Linked DNA regions of Mus musculus: region 2 is linked to region 1. The links are chromatin contacts, called in public HiChIP or PLAC-seq maps. All regions are on one chromosome and are shown on one strand. The core of a region is the stretch at or near the end of the contact, and the rest is flanking DNA. Distances in the headings are between cores, read along the strand shown. Region 1 holds the start of 1700125G22Rik (RIKEN cDNA 1700125G22 gene). Region 2 overlaps Gm42192 (a long non-coding RNA gene).

Evidence for each region. HiChIP or PLAC-seq counts read pairs in DNA pulled down with a chosen protein or histone mark.
Region 2: a contact with region 1 is called in an H3K4me3 HiChIP or PLAC-seq map of intestinal villus epithelium, with 5 read pairs. The contact joins the enhancer-like site here to the promoter of 1700125G22Rik in region 1. A contact is called at or near these places in 3 of 39 promoter capture datasets (the C10 cell line, macrophages and pre-B cells), 1 of 484 Hi-C or Micro-C datasets (the G1E-ER4 cell line), 5 of 115 datasets of contacts at active chromatin or transcription factors (embryonic stem cells, intestinal villus epithelium and pancreatic cancer cells) and 2 of 9 other capture datasets (adipose tissue and liver).

Annotation. Positions count from the first base shown.
Region 1 is chr3:27,151,434-27,155,409 of GRCm38.p6, forward strand. 1700125G22Rik (RIKEN cDNA 1700125G22 gene) reads left to right here and starts at 2,593. Exons shown (of 3, transcript NR_040548.1): 1 at 2,593-2,877; 2 at 3,307-3,498. It overlaps Ect2 (ect2 oncogene), which reads right to left and starts at 2,445. Exons shown (of 24, transcript NM_001177626.1): 1 at 2,270-2,445.
Region 2 is chr3:27,281,051-27,285,372 of GRCm38.p6, forward strand. It overlaps Gm42192 (a long non-coding RNA gene), which reads left to right. Exons shown (of 3, transcript XR_880703.2): 3 at 3,332-3,411. Among named protein-coding and RNA genes, the nearest start is that of Gm42192, 23 kb to the left of the region's middle. Within about 2 kb of position 2,516, at least 66 of the 459 cell types and tissues checked have an H3K27ac peak or open chromatin away from gene starts, as enhancers often do. A contact at or near this core is called in the G1E-ER4 cell line, adipose tissue, intestinal villus epithelium and 1 more, where this site is marked.

The sequences.
Region 1 (3,976 bases), core at 1,343-3,842:
AGTACAACTCTCCATTTCTAGGCGGTGAGTCTATGTGTACAGGTACACAGTACAGACCTACACAGAGTTGTAAAACTCAGATGCTTAAGTCAGACACCTGCTTCCTGGCTCCACTCTGCCTCCTCAAGACTCTGCAGGAAGTCTCGTCTCAGTTTCCAAATGAAGGAAGCAGACATAGCACTAAGACTCAAATGCAGGTTGGGAAAGAAACTCAATAGGTATTGAAAGGACAAATAACTATTCATTCATACAATATTCATAACTTGGTATTGTTTGTCTTATCCACGGCAATCATTTTTAAGTCTCCACAGGAGAGCTCCAATGGTGTCCTTACTCAGAAGCAAATGACCAACTTCATACAGCCCTCCTACCTCCCCTAAAACTCATCTCTAGGATAAAATACACGGCTCTAAGTCACTTAAAGAAATGTTACAACATGACTTCTATCAACATTCTGCCAGATACCCATAAATCAGTGTCTTGATCAGCCATTAGAGAAGCTTGAACCTGTGAGATGAGAGGGGGAGAGGGAGTGAGGGGAAGGGGAAACCAGGAGAGGGAAAGAGGGAGAGAGGGAGAGAAGGAGAGAAGGAGGGAGGGAGGGAGGGAGGGAGGGAGAGAACTATTTTCAATGTTTAGAAAAAAAAAATTTCCCCTTTAAAAAAAAAAACTAAGAGTCAGGTATAGTGGCACATGTTTTTAATCTCAGAGCTTGGGAGTCAGACACAGGTGGAGCTCTGAGTTCAAGGCCAGTCTAGTCTACACAGCGAATTCCAGGACCAGCAGAGCTATAGTGCATCCCTGCCCAAACAAACAAATATGCCTTAGCCTTCTGAAGTGTTCACTACCATGTTTGCTTTTTTTTCCAGGAGAAAAAAAAAAAACATGTATTTTTATTTGTTTTTCAATCTCCCAGTCCAAAGGGGGAAAAGTGTGGTAACACAGCCTACAATTATGTGCAACTGTGTGCCAAAGCTTTACAATGCACCTTTAAGGATACTTTTAGTTTACATGATCCTCTTAAAAAAAAAAATCACCAAACAACTGACAATGTGTGGCCTAAAATTCCAGCACCCACAAAACAGAGGGAGGAGATACATAACTAAACCCTTTCTCACTACACCCCAAAACACTGGAAATGCTTAAATACACAGATCATTTATTACCAAAACAGCTCCATAATATACAGCAAAAGAGCTACACGCTACACTAGTGATACAACCAGCATCTAGCACCCAACATCACCGCAAACTTAAGTGCACCAGGTCACTTTCTTCCTTTTCACATATTCTACAGACCTTTTAAAAATAAACACAACGGAATCGTGATCATAAAAACAATCTATCTTTGACTCGGGATGTGACTCAGCTGCAGTCAGTGTGCATGAAGTCATCCGCGGGCACCTCAGAAACCAGGTAAGGTGAAAGTACACCTGTAATCCGAGCACCCAGAAGAGGGGGTAGAGGCAGACAGAGTTCCTTGTCACCCTAGGCTCCACAATTCAAGTCTATGCTGGGGTACCTGAGATCTTGTCTCACAAACACATGGATTCTTTTAAACAAATAGTCATTTCAGCTTTTCTTTTAAATAAACCTTTTTTTTTTCCATAAACACGTCACACCAGAGTAAGGAACCCAAACTACAATAGTGTATACGTTATTGATAACAGTGCAATTAGCGATTCTCATTTACTTAGAGCTCAATATTTTAGTCACTATCTTAAATCTTTCCCTTGCCACTTTTTAACGCTTGCAGCCATCCTAAAAGACAAATGTCACTGTCATATCCAGTTTGTGGCTAAGGAAGTTGCTCACACAGCGACTCCTAGCCGGGTCTAACTGAGGGAGCTAAGTTAACCGCTAACCACACACATCTGTGGCCAGGAAGGGGCGGGGCGGCCTGTGTTTTATATTTTTAAAAATTGAAAATCGGAATTCTACAGGAATTCCAGAGGGAAACCACAAAACAATCAAGGCAGCTCGGGGCTGCGGCGGGCGGGCGGGAGGCCAAAATCCCGGTCCCAACTGCGCCCTTCACCCTGAGGCGCCGGACAGAAGCAGAATAGATAGAGAGCCCAGCCTCCCGCAAGGAAGGGCCGGGACGAGAGCAGAGGGCAGGACAGGAGGCGGATGTGGGGAAGGAGGATGGAGGGGAGCGGGACAGACAGGTACGCAGCCGTGGGAGCTCACCGCGGCGGGGGCGCCGGCCTTGGTCGCCACGGCCCGTGCTCAGTTCCGGGTTCCCGAATCCCTTCCCGTCCCCCACTCACCCCGCAGTCCTCACCACGCTCAGAGATTTTAAAAAGGAACCACGACGGCGCAGTCCTCGCTTATCCTTCTCAAACACTAAGTCTCCCCCTCACAGGCGCCGCCATGGCTCGAGAGAGGCTGCCGCCTCCGATTCAAAAAAATCCAGTCGCTCTCTCTAAGAGCCATGCTGATTGGCGCGCTCTGTCAACCTCCTTTTGATAGGCTGGAACCTCGGGCGGACTGCCGATTGGTCAATCCCAACGTCTGCCTTCGGGAGGCGCCGGCTGATTGGTTGTGAGTGTGTTTCAAATCCGGTAAACGGCTGGAGCGTGCGAACGTCGGCGGAGTGCCCGGATGTGGGCTTGAGGAGGCGTGGCTCTGCAGCGCCTCTGGATGCAGCAGGTGTTTCTGTGGTTACCGCTTGTTTACTCCGTAAACAGCCCAGTTCCTGATGAACGGTCTCTCTGCCATCACCTCCAACTTCAAGAAAAAGTACCAAGCACCGCAAACCGATCCGCTCTTACTACTAACCAGATTTTATTTTTGAAGACAAGCTTGCATCTGAGTAATTAATATAAAAAAGTGTATAAGGAGATTTTAGAATCTCCTGAAGCAAAACTGCTTCTGGGTGGGTTGCTCCCTCCCCACCCCAACTCCCAGCTTAGGAATGTTAGTGACTGTGCTTGGAAGTCTAGAAAAGAAGGGATTGTTTTACCCCTGGGATCAGTATTGCTATTTTGAAATTTGTTTCTAGATGGAATGTTCTATAATACAGTCGCCTAGGCATACACTTCTAGCTGGGTGTGGTCTCAAAGCCTGTACTAAGGAGGACAAGACCAGCCTAGGCTATAGGAGACCAGGACTCAAAACAATTATTTTTCACTTTCAAAACCTTACCAAGTGTTTGGATCGGTTGCTAGGCCCCAAATCTCATTAAGAGGTTTTTAAAGCACTTTTGAAATTTAGATTGATAAATTTTATGTGTCTTTTTGCCTATACATATTATTTTTTCCTGAACGTATGTGCATTTGTGAGTGCCTGCTGTCCTTGGACATAGGAGGAGGCCAGATCCCCAGAGACTGGAATTACAGAGAATGATGAACCACCAGGTGGGTGCTGGAAATCAAACTCACGGCCTATGTGTGAGAAACAAACGCTTTAAACCACTGAGCCAACTCACTTTAAGCCCAAAATCTACTTTAAAACCAAAAGAACTTCTTGACAGCCTAAGCAGTTCGACAAGTCTACGGTGAGTTCATAGAATGAGTAAAACAATCTATAGTTTTGTCTGTCTGGTTGGTTGGTTTTTAGGGTTTTTTGCCTACCAGTATCTATGGCCTGCCAATCACTAGAATTCCGCACTAGCCTTTGGAGTGGAAGAAAGGAAAAATCGGCCTGGACCTTGCCCAGAGAAGTGTGCTTGCAATTTAAACTGGGGTGTGTCTGGCATTCCAAGCATTCTCCTCACTAAAGTAGAAGGCAGCCGCCTCCTTTGTGCCCTGCCCGAGGAGAGCTAGCTTCCCAGTCTGTTGGGTGAGAGTGTAGGATTGCAGTGCAGGAAGGCTAGCTTAGCCTCTTACAGCGAGGGCAGCCCTTTGGTGAGAAATGAACAAGAGATACTATCTTCACCTGCAGGTTGTTATTTACTCGGCAAATCTGTATTAAGTGTAAGAAAGTATTTGCTTGGGGGAAAGCATGAATAAGGGATAGACACAGCCTGTCAGAGT
Region 2 (4,322 bases), core at 1,266-3,765, 130 kb after region 1:
GGGAAATGGTGGGTCACAAGATCCCAGCCTCCAAGGCTTCTTAAAATAGTTATCGTCTTTTGGGCTAGTGTAGTGTAGTATAATATCAGTTTGGACCACTTCCTGTGACATAGGCTGCCCTTGATGACCTGCTCAATAGAGCCACATCTGGAATGCACCAGGACCAGTGCTTTGTTCTGTGAACAGGAGGCACTCATAGTCTCTAGCCTGCTACAAGTGCCAAACGACTTGGTTTCATGATATGCCAGCCTGGATTTTGAGTTTCTGAGGCTCCTCTGACATTTGACCCACAGCAGAGCAACTTGAGCACCAGTGTCCAAGAGAGCCATAAACATCTGCATACCACATTTCTCACTTCCGTTTATATGCAGACCATTGGTCTGTAGTAGGGGTCTAAGCCTCAGTCTACCCCTAGCCTGTCTCTTAAAATATGATAGGAGGGGTCCCAGTGATGGCCTTTCTCTGACAGTGGCATGCATTACTTCCTCTGCATGCCCTGAAGATGCTGGTGGGCATGTGGAGATCAGAGGTCCATCATCAGATCATTCCAGTCAAAGGAGCTCCCTGCTACTTGAGTGCATCTAGCTAAACATCTCCTCTTAACTGTGAGGGTGGCTCCACAGCTCAGTTGAGAATCTCAGTTGGAGGAAAATTTTACCATCCCATTGTGGACCCCTGAGTGATCACCATAGGCACACAGACCTCTCCTGGATTCAGAGCCTAGTGTGGGCTCTCTCTCTCTTTCTCTCTCTCTCTCTCTCTCTCTCTCTCTCCCTCTCTCCATTATTATTCTTACTGTGTGTGCATGCAAGTGCACATGCCATGGCCCACATGTGGAGGTCAGAGAACAACTTCTGGGGTTGGTTCTAATCTTCCTTGTTTGAGACAGAGTCTCTTGTTATTTACTGCATAAGCTATGACAGCTGTCCCCAAAGCTTCCGGGGACCCTCCTGTCTCTGCCTCCACCCATTTCTGCCTTCTTTCAGTGAAAGCCTTGGTGACACCCAGGGTGTCACCCACTTTGTGTGAGTTCTGGGGGTTACCCTCAGACCCCATGCTTGTGTGATAAACATTTTATCAATTGAGCCATCTCTCTAGCTCCTTCCTTGTCTTTATAAATATCATTTTCATTTCATAGGTGCACACATATCTGTGTACCTTGTGCTTGCCCAATGGCAGCAGAAGCCAGAAGAGAGCACTTGATCATCTGGAACTGGGTTTACAGATGGTTGGAGGTCACCATGTGGGGCTTAGGAATTGAACCTGGGTCCTACGGAAGAGCAGCCAGTGTTCTTAACTGTTGAGTCATCTCTCCAGCTCCCAACACACACAGAAACATACACACTTTTATTTTTAACTGAGACAAGATGGAATGTATACTATGCTGTCCTTGAACTTGTTTTGGAGCCAAGAATATCCCTGGCTTTCGAATCTCCTGCCTCTACTTAATTGCTAGGGTGAAGGACATGTGCTCCATGCCTGGTCCATAGAGCAATGAGGATCATACTTAGAGCGTCGTGCATGCTAGGCAAGCATGCTACCTGAGTTACACCACCAGCCCTTTGGCCCACCCTTGATGGCATATTGCTGTCCAGCAGAGATCATAGATGAGAAAGTTTTTTTCTACACTGGGGAAACTTTTAAGTGAAATGGGGGCTTGCCATTCTTATTCCAAGAATGTCCCCTACTTTAACATTCTCCAGAGTAGAAAAATGACCACACTCTGTGTAAAAGGAAGATTAATTTTCATCTGGATTTTTGTCAGGGGGAATAAATCACCTAAGGTACTCTGAAGTCCAGATCCAAATTTCCCAGAGTGCATTGTGAAGACAGCCTGCATTTTTCTCAGTCTGACCGTGTCAGTTCTTCGATCTCAGCACTGCCCCTTGGGTAAATTCCTTAGAATCTCCGGGTTTTAATTTCTCAGAGAGACAGAGAGACTCCAATGGCAGAATACCTGAGATTAGATTTAAAATAAAATGTGTTTTGCATAAGGCTTGTCAAGGTTTCTGTGGAGGGAAGGCGAATGGCTGGAAGCAGCTCTTATCATCGCAGCCGGCTGCGGCTTCCCGAGAAATTATAGGGAAGGTGGGCAGTTAGTTAGCATTTCCATTTCAGCTGTAATGGCCTCCAGGATCACACACACTTCAAGCGGGCTGCCTCGAGTCACCGGATTAGCAGCCCATTGTTTCCAGCAAGGGACAGCTCACTCAAGCGAGGCTTCTGTTGGAGAATGTGTTTCACATTCAAATGCACCTGCGGTTTTGTTTACATTTCTCCGAGATTTCTCTCAGATCCAGAGACGATCTGGAGAAACGCAACAGCCTGCGCCTCTTATCAGCTCAACGGTTCAGTTCTCTTATCTCCCAGCAGCACAAAAGGTGACCCCAGTGGAAATGCAAAGCACTGGTGATAAACACTCCCCCATCTTAATTCAGAAGCGTTCCCACCAGCCAGGCTGGGAGAATGCGGAAAGGTTTCGTTGACCCAGAGCAAAGTTTGTTCTGCCTGGTGACCACGAGAACACACGTGTTCATCCCGCCGACAGCGCGTGACCCTGCCAGCTCCCCAAGAGAGAGCGGGAGGCCCGCTTCTTGGCACTCAGTTTTCTAAGGGCAGCTTTACCCGTCCCAGACAGTTCCTCTAGATCTTCAGCTTTTAAATACCTTTCTCAAAATACGTGGGAGGAGGGCTGTAGAGACGTGTGAATTCTGGGGATTTGCTGGTCAGCCAGTCTAGTCACATCATCGAGTTTCACGTTCAGTGAGAGACCTTTTCTGATTTTCCCTTGATGACTGGATAAAGCAAATATAGTTTCATTTACTCCAATCTTAATTATTATATTTATTTGTGTGTGTGTGTGTGTGTGTGTGTGTGTGTGTATACATGCCAGAGCACGCATCAAGGTCATAGAACAGCTTTCATGAGTTGACTATTCACCACGTGGGGTGTGGGAATTTAGCTAAGTTAGCAAACGGCTTTCTCCAGTGAACCATAGCATCGCCCACCCCCGTGCCTCAATTACTAACAATAAGTCTCAGAAAATGCTCTGTACATCAACAGTAAAGCTTGTATATGTGTGCATTGCAGAAAAGCAAGTGAGGGCTAGACAGCTGAGCAGGGTTTAAGGAGGCAATGGATTTATCAGATGGGAAGACAGCACCAAGGTGCTTAAATGAATTGCTTTGTTTGATTTTGTTTCGTTTTGTTTGTGTTTTTGTTTTTGTTAACACTCTAAGTTACCTAAAAGCTGTGTGGGGTTTTTATACAGTTTCTTTTTTTAATATTTTAATTAAAAATAAACTATGTTTATATGTGTGTTACTTTGTAGGTATGAGCACTTATGAGTGCAGATCCACCGTAAGGCCAGAAGAGGGCGCAAGATCTCTGGAGCTGTTGTGAGCTGCCTGATAGATCGCTGGGATCTGAACTCATTCTTAGCAAGAGCAGCAGATGCTCTTAACTCTCTCTCTCTCTAGCCAGGCAACTGTATTTTAAAATGTTAATATATCTTTAGCTTTGCACTTATTTTTAGAAGGCAATTAAAATGTCTGAAGCGATGGCCTGATTTGTAAAATTCTTTTTAAGGGTTCAATAGTGCAAGAAGATTTTGCCCCCCTTTTATTTTGTCTTTTTATTTTTGAGACAGAGTTTTTTCTGGTTGCCCTAGAACTCACACTGTAAACCAGGCTGAATTCAACTTCACAGAGCTCTGCCTGTCTCTGCCTCCTGAGTGCTGGGATTAAAGGTGTGCACCACCATGCCACTGGCCCAGTGGCCCTCTCCATGCTCTTAATCATGAGTCATCTCTCTCCCACTACCGCTTCCTTGCAAAAAGATTTTTTTATTTTTAGTTATGTGTGTAAGTGTGTGTGTGTGTGTTTGTGTCTTTGTGAGGGCAGCACGATATTTCAGCATCCTGGGCAGGTAAAGTAATGGTAGATAAGAAGGAAGACCAGTGGGGGAAATCTATGTGGATCTGAGGCCCAACATGTCTGCTCCACTTTTGCATTTTTTGCTAGAGCTGTGAGTCGTTGTCCTCCCCCGCCCCCCACAGCCCCACACATTTGTTAGCCTGTGTTTGTTTTTTCTTAACTTGCTTTTCCCTGCGTTGTGTACTACAGTTGATGTGCCAAGGCCAAACCTGACTTCTCCACTGTCAACAGGAAACACAGTGCAAGGACTGTCCCCGGGAAAACCTGCAGAGCAGAGCAGGAAGCGTGGCTCTTCATGGCTCTGTGTCCGCAGAGCCCCCAGCACACCCACACAGGACAGCTCAGACTTACCGGGCTGCTTATCTATAACTGAAATCTAGACATTGA